Regions from separate parts of the Ovis aries genome. Here region 2 is linked to region 1. The links are chromatin contacts, called in public Hi-C maps. All regions are on one chromosome and are shown on one strand. Each heading gives the region's core, a stretch centred on a gene start, on an enhancer-like site or on the middle of the called end of the contact. The rest is flanking DNA. Distances are from core to core; before and after follow the strand shown. Region 1 has its middle 300 kb from the start of TRNAS-GGA. Region 2 has its middle 220 kb from the start of TRNAS-GGA.

What was found. Hi-C and Micro-C count contacts between places; a contact is called where the count stands out from the background.
Region 2: a Hi-C map of muscle shows a contact between it and region 1, with 3 times the contacts expected there. The contact joins two enhancer-like sites. A contact is called at or near these places in 3 of 16 Hi-C or Micro-C datasets (liver, muscle and tail adipose tissue).

Annotation. Positions count from the first base shown.
Region 1 is chr26:40,788,027-40,791,552 of ARS-UI_Ramb_v3.0, forward strand. No RefSeq gene overlaps it. Among named protein-coding and RNA genes, the nearest start is that of TRNAS-GGA, 300 kb to the right of the region's middle. Within about 2 kb of position 1,920, at least 24 of the 54 cell types and tissues checked have an H3K27ac peak or open chromatin away from gene starts, as enhancers often do. A contact at or near this core is called in muscle, where this site is marked.
Region 2 is chr26:40,874,888-40,878,464 of ARS-UI_Ramb_v3.0, forward strand. No RefSeq gene overlaps it. Among named protein-coding and RNA genes, the nearest start is that of TRNAS-GGA, 220 kb to the right of the region's middle. Within about 2 kb of position 1,709, at least 6 of the 54 cell types and tissues checked have an H3K27ac peak or open chromatin away from gene starts, as enhancers often do. A contact at or near this core is called in muscle, where this site is marked.

The DNA of each region.
Region 1 (3,526 bases), core at 670-3,169:
GCTATCTCCCTATTAAGTCTGTCTTTTCTCTGAGGGGCAGGGGCAGACTTGACATTCTTATTTGGCTGGCCATGAACCAGAATCACTCGGGCCCTCATAGCCAAAGTAAATTCCAGAAACTGACAATCAACAGATAGAATCAAGAGCTCCAGGGTTAGGTAATTTGGTTGCACAGTGAACTTGAGAAGCAGCTGTTGAATGAACGAGCGAAAACCACTGGTTCTGGGGCCTACAGTGGTACTTCTGGTTCCAGCACTTCATGGTGAAATCTGGTCCGTCCTTAACAGACTGGTTTAAGTGCAGCCCTGTTCGGTGAAATCTCCCAATTTTTCCGTTCCCACACATCCGTATTTCTAAACCTGACATCAAGTTCCTTTGTTGTTGTTAGTTACTAAATTGTGTCCGACCCCCATGGACTTCTCTGTCCATGGGGTTTCCCGGGCAAGCATACTGGAGTAGCATACTGCAGGCGGATTCTTTACCGCAGAGCCACCTGGAAAGCCCTGAAGTTCCTTACCGTATACTAATTATCTTCAATACTAATACAGTTTGAATTGAATTTTACTTCTCTGATTAGACTCCGCTAACACTGAGGTCACAGCAGAGGGAGCCCAGGATGAGATAAATGAGGCTCTTGCTTCATTTTGAGGGCAGAATTTAAAAGAACATAAAAAACTCAGTACAGGAGAGACAATATTTTAATGCCATATTTTAAACATCAAAATGAAAGGAACAATTATCCAAGATGAACAGTGTATCAACATTTTCAGTGGAGAGCGGCTCAGACACTGTTTGGCACCACCGGCCTCGTAGCCTTCAGTGTAACCCCAGCCCTGTTGGATGCTGTGTTTTATTTATCTTCTTACCCCAGCAGTTGATGAATACATGAATATATGAATGATTTGCTTCCTTGAACCAAGTCACCAGCCTGAAATTTGTAGACCCTGGTAATGATGGTGGCTAAGGTGAAGGGTGAGCCTAGGTCACGAGAACAGTGTTGGCGTGCCCTCTCAGATCGGAACATAGGAGCCGGTGGTCTACAATTTGAATACGAGTTTCTGCCTTCAATCAGGTCCGTATAAAATTCTCCTCCAATGTACCCCCTTGTGTAAAATTAGAAAAACAAACACCACGTCCAGTTGGTAACCCTTCCTCACTGTGATGCAGCCTGGAAGACCCAGTGGGCTGACTTCCGATGGAATCACGCTGTCTCAATAACACTGCACAACATTGCCCTGGCCTGGGGCCTTCCCTGGAGGCCCAGTGGTGAAGACTCTGAGCTCCCAAAGCAGGGCACAGGGGATGATTGTTCCGGAAACTAAGATCCCACATACTAGTGTGGCCAAAAAAATTACCCTCACTTATTGTTATATAACATTGCTTCATTAATTGCTTGAATAATACCACATTGTTTATTTAGCTTTCATTTACTCTTTATTTCAGAAGTTTCCAGGCCAAATGAGATCAGAAAAACAAAGTCAGGGACCAAAGGGAAGCGACAGCTTTTATTCTATTCCGTTCTCTGTATGACGTTTCCTACTTAAGAAGGAAGTGAGCTCCCAGCTGAAGAGGATGCAAACTATAGGATAGATAAACATAAGATCCTGTGTAGAGAACTATATTCAATATCTTATGATAAACCATAATAGCAAAGAGTATAAAAAGTGTTTATATGTGTTAAACTGAATCACTTTGCTGTACAGCAAAAATTAAATAAAATATTTTACATCAACTATACTTCAATAAAATTTAAAAAAAAAAATGTCCCAGCGGATTAGAACCTAGCACCCACCTCCTGCCCATTCAAAGCAGTTCCAGGGGCTCCAGGGCCCCGAGAAGGCCAGCTGTCAACCGTGCTGGCCTCTCAGGGCACGCTTTTCCCTCAGTGGCCAGCTTCTCGCCCACGGTTAGCCACCAGAGGGCCGCCTGTTTGGTTCAAATGGTGCAGACGCCACAGCTTTCCTCCAAACCAACCAAAACATCCTGGGCTGCTTTGGAGCAAAGCCCAGGAACTTCCCTGCAAAAGGAGAACAATCCCTGAAAGTCCTAGGGTGCCGCCTTGTTCGGCATGAAGAAAAAAAAAAAAGCCCAGATTTCTTGCCAAGGACCCAGGGGCAAAGCGGGTCCGTGGAGTCTGAAGGGAGAGGTCCCTCCGTCTCGCCAGGGAATCCTGGGGTCTGCAACGCTGCGCCAGGAGCAGGGCAGTTTCTGAATTCTTGACAGTTGTGTCAAGAGGCTTCTCGTCCCTTTCCCCAGAACGCTCACAAGAATTGGGACTAAAACACACACGTCACTGGCTGGAGATCTAGAAAACTCTCCAATAAATCATCGTTCAGACAGTTGAGGCTTAAAAAAAAGTCAAAGCTCTGTCAAAACAGTTGGTTATGTTAATACATGTGTACACTGAATAATGAAGTCGGAATTATTTTAATATTATCTGTAAGAAAATCATTATACCCTGTCGTTCAAATAGCTTTCTGGCAACCCGAGCTTCTGACCGATGGCATTTTCGTTTTCTGGGTACTGAGAATTTTCACAAGCACATTTCTAGCCCAGCTCCGCAGAAGCCTGCCTCCTCTTCTGCCAGCCTGGACCCTCGGCCTTCAGGACTAGGGTGGGGGGTGGATTTTGTAAGTGCATATCTGACTCGGGCAGGACTTTTCAAGAGTATAAATTATTTTTGTCTTCCGGGTTTTATTTGGACGTGTCCCGGGCAAAGACAAACGAGCCAGGCGGTCTTTCTGGAACCCGTGCGGGGTCTGCACCCCGCGCCGGGCTCCCAGGATGTGCGGGGTGCTGCGGAGGGGTGCCTCCCTCAAGGGCAAGCCAGGTATTTTCCCAAACTTCCAGCCCTGGGGTTGGCGATGGGGGGGACCGCCAGACGCCCGGCGGGAGCGAGGCCCCAGGAGGAGCCAGAGCGCCGCGTCGGCCCCGACACGCGCCACAAGTGGTTTGGAGGAGGGAGGGAGGAGCGCGGCGGCCGGGGCCCGGCGCAGCCGGGGCTTCTGGAAGTCACCCCTCCCGGCCCGTGTCCCCGGCCCCCGTCCCTTCCTCTCTGCCGACTACAGGAATGACGCCCGAGCCCGAACCTCCCTGCGCACGCAGCCGGGTGGGTGGACGCGCGGCCACCAAAACGGCCGCGACATCGCCGCCGGGGGGAGGACTCCGGGGCGGAGGGCACGGCCGGGACGGGGCCCGGGGCGCCCGCACCTGGGGCGGCAGGTGCGCGGGCGGGGAGCCGCGCGGGGCGCGCCGGGCGCGCGGGGCCGGGGGGCGCGGGCCGGGCGCGGCGGGCGCGTCGAGGGCGGGGGCGTCGGGGGCCGGCGGGCTCCCCGGGCGCGCGGCCGGGAGGCCATTTCCTCGCGGCGCCCCGGGAGGAGCCGGGCCGGCCTGCTGCGGGCCGCCGCCGCCGCCGCCGGGCGGGCCGGAGGGGAAACCAGGTCACCGGCTGGCAGGCGCGGCGCGGGCGCCGGGGCCGGAGCAGGGCAGCGGCCCGGAGCGGGCCGGGCGCGCGGGCCCGAGAGGC
Region 2 (3,577 bases), core at 459-2,958, 87 kb after region 1:
GAGGCATCAAATGCAATAATAGTGGGAAAGCGATGCCCCGTATCATTGCCACAATCAGGCTGCTTGCTTTCTTTGATCTGTGAATAGCATCAGCATCACTGTGTTGTCGGTATACTTCGGTCTGAGTGGTCCAGTAAAATCAGTGAGAATGCGGGTTCTGCCCATTTTGCAGCCTTTTTACTCTTTAACATGGGTGCTGGGGCCAGGCTTTGAGTGGCACCTCTGGGGGAAATTGTGACTATGACTCCACTGGCGTCACAAAGCCTAAAGACCTGGGAGACGTTCCAAGGAAAGAAAGGCATTGTGACAACAGCTGGCCTGTGCGTCCTCAGGGCTGGGCCGGGTGGGTGCTCTCCCCAGCTCCCACCTCGTCCATCCCTCACCTGGGCCCTCCACAGCCCACGCATCGTTAGACCTGTTCCCAGCAGAGGAACCAGCCTTAGAGAGATGGGTGACTTACGAGCAAAGTACTGGAGCCAGAATTTAATTCCCATAAACTCCTGAGCCCGTGTGCACTCCCCCGTGCCCACTGGGGACCCCAGGACCAGCTCTCCAAGACCAGAGAGTGGGCGAGAGAAGACCCAGCACAGAGAGAGTCTGGTACCCAGACTGACAGCGCGGGCCTGGGACCTGGGCCAGCACTCACGCCCCGCTCAGAAGGGCCCCACGCTCCGCCTACCCCTCTACCAGCACTCTCTCAAGATTCCTAATAAGTTTTGAACACGTGACTCTCCTTTTCATGTTCTACCAAACCTCATGAAGGTAGCCAGACCTGGGAGATACTTGGGAAAGAGAAAGGCTAGAGAGACTAGCCTATCTTATTTCTCCAAGGTGACACAGATGAAGCGAAGGAAAAGGAGAGAGACATTAATACCTATGGGAACGGACTGGGTGCCGGGCAGGCATCCAGTCAACTGGTAAGCCTGCTAATCACTTTCACCTCCAGAACATTTCTCAGAGGTAAATAAGTTCTTCCTGTCATAGATAAGGAATCAGATTCTCAGGGAGATGAAATCATTTGCATAAGATTCCACCTCTGGGAGGAGCTGGGGTTCCAGGCCAGGTGTGTCTGAAGTCACAGCTCTCCATGCTGTCGAGATGAAAAACAAACAAAAACCTTCTCACCGGTTTGTTACTATGAGGTGACTTTCCACTTCTGCAGAAATAAACTATGATTAAAGTGTACAGTAATGTAAATCATTATCTGTAAAACTTACCAACTTATTTCTGGTTGAGCCTGCCCTAATGAAAAGTTCTCAAAGATAGAAGCTGTGATAGGTAAACATGATCAAGATTTAATGTCTGGAATGACTAGGCATGGGACTAGGCAGTGTTATTTTTAGAAGCTCATTGCATCAGGATTCTTAAATCTATGAATAGCAGTCAACTAGGACTCCAGAGACCTGAATTCTACTCTTGGCTCTCAGCAAGTATGCTTGGGTAAGTCATTTGACTTCTCAGAGTCTCAACGATGAACTGAAGGAGGTGGCTCTCACAACTGTGATCAAAAAGCTTCCGTGGTGATCAGAACCCTAGGTGGAATTCTTTTTTTATGCCCAGGGCAGGAAGCTCTAATGGGCTTTTCATTTGGGGGAGGAGGGAGGCGCTTAAGCAAGTGGGAGGAGGGACAAGAGAGAGGAGGAGGACCTTCCCCCGGTGTACTGGGGCGCCCCGAGCGTGCTGGCTGTCTCACCCAGTCCACGGGCCGCAGGCTCTGTTTCCAGGAGCTTGCCGGGGTTGCCTGATGACCCTGAGCCTGCCTTCAGGCTAGGAGAGGCGGTGCAGTGTGTTTGTCAGAGGAGAGATGGGAGGAGCTCTAAATTCGCCTCCTGCTTCTCAGTCGTGATTTGACTCTTCTGCTTTCTGCTCCGATGCCCTGTGGTCCAGACCTGACGGCCACGTCCTAGGAACTGCCTTGCAACTGACTGGGGGAATGGCTTCACAGAAATGGGTCCCACTCAGCGGACAGAGTGCTGTGTTGATAAACGGAGTCTGCCGTGGGCCCTGGACGTGTGGAAGATGGGACTCAGGTCCCATCTGTTAGCTACTGACCATCCCTAGCCGAACATAGACTTTAAAGCAGTATTTGTCGGATGACCGAGCAAGCATTTCTGTCAGTGTTAACTTTGTTGTATCTATGAGAGAAGTGTAGTCCCAGAAGTTGGCTAAGAAGATTCTCGAAAATTTAGGGCATTGCTCTACGGAAGTGAAATACATGGAGTTTCTCTTGATTTCTCAGGGTGTGGGTCACAAAATATTTGTATCAGACTTGCCTAGTGAGCATGCTTAAAGTACAGATTACTGGGCCAAGACTTTCTAAGTCAAATTCTTTGGAGGATAAGACCTAGGGATCTGCCTTCCCCAAGGGTCCTCTGTGATATTGTGTGTGTGGGTGCTGAAGTTAGAGAATCATTGCAATACAAAGTTGGACAATTTTTTTTAACTGGCAGTATTTCCTTTTTTGGTTCTACCGTGTGGCTTGCAGGGTCTTAGTTCCCCTGACCAGGAATCGAACCCAGGCCCCCTGCGGTGGAAGCACAGAGTCCTAACCACTGGGCCACCTGGGAAGCCTCTAAACTGGCAGCAGTTTCCTTCAGCATAGTATCGTGTCAGCTAAGAAGCCACTTTGCAAAATGTGCTGCGAAGAGAGTTACAGATACACAGTCTAAGTAAATTCTTCAGTATTCAGTGGAGGGAGGGAATCTAAATACATAAACTTAAAGACAAGGAATGCCTTTTTGAAAAGTTTCATAGTTGTAGCTTAACCAAGTAACAACTCTAGATAAGGTCTTTTTATGAAAAAGAGGACTCTTTTTTCATCTGCGTATCTTTGATGTGTCTGAGGGTAGAGGGGTAGGTGGGGGGACAGAGATGTGTGTTGGGGGGGATGTGAGTGTGACCGTGAGAAGGGAGCAGGGTGCAGAAGCCACAACACAGGCCGAAGGGCAGCATCGACTCTAAGAACAGCCGGCTCCTGGGAGACAGTCAGACAAGTGGACAAGGGTGAGAACAGGGAAGGGAAGGGAAGGGTGGGCCGAACAGTACAAGCCTTGAGAACACTCACTGGCCCTCCAGCGCGACACAGACAGCGTGAGTGTGAGCCTGCCCCGGCCACTCGCCCAGCCCTGTGGTCGTGGGGGAGTTACTCGGTCCCTCTGGGTCCCACTTTCTGCATTTGGGAAGCGGGACGAGGACAGAGCTGACGTCCCCAGGGGCACGCGTGCTGCGGAGAGTTACAAGGCATGCAGCGCGAGGCACTGGACTGTGGCGGACACTCAGGCTCACCCACAGGGGACAGGCCGGAGCTAGCACGGCTCTCTCTTTCGAAGGGCAGCTCGCTAACATTGCTGTTTTTAAAATTAATTTTTATTGGCGTATAGTTGGTTTTCAGTGTTCTGTTCATTCCAGACGTACAGCGAAGTGAATCAGCTGTGTGTGCACGTATATCCCCTCTGTTTGGGATTTCTCTTCCGTTCAGGTCACCACGGAGCACTGAGCAGAGTCCCTGGGGGTGCAGCAGGTCCGCCTTAGCGTCACCCAGAGGGTCAGCAGGGTGTGCGCGTCAATCCCAGCCTCC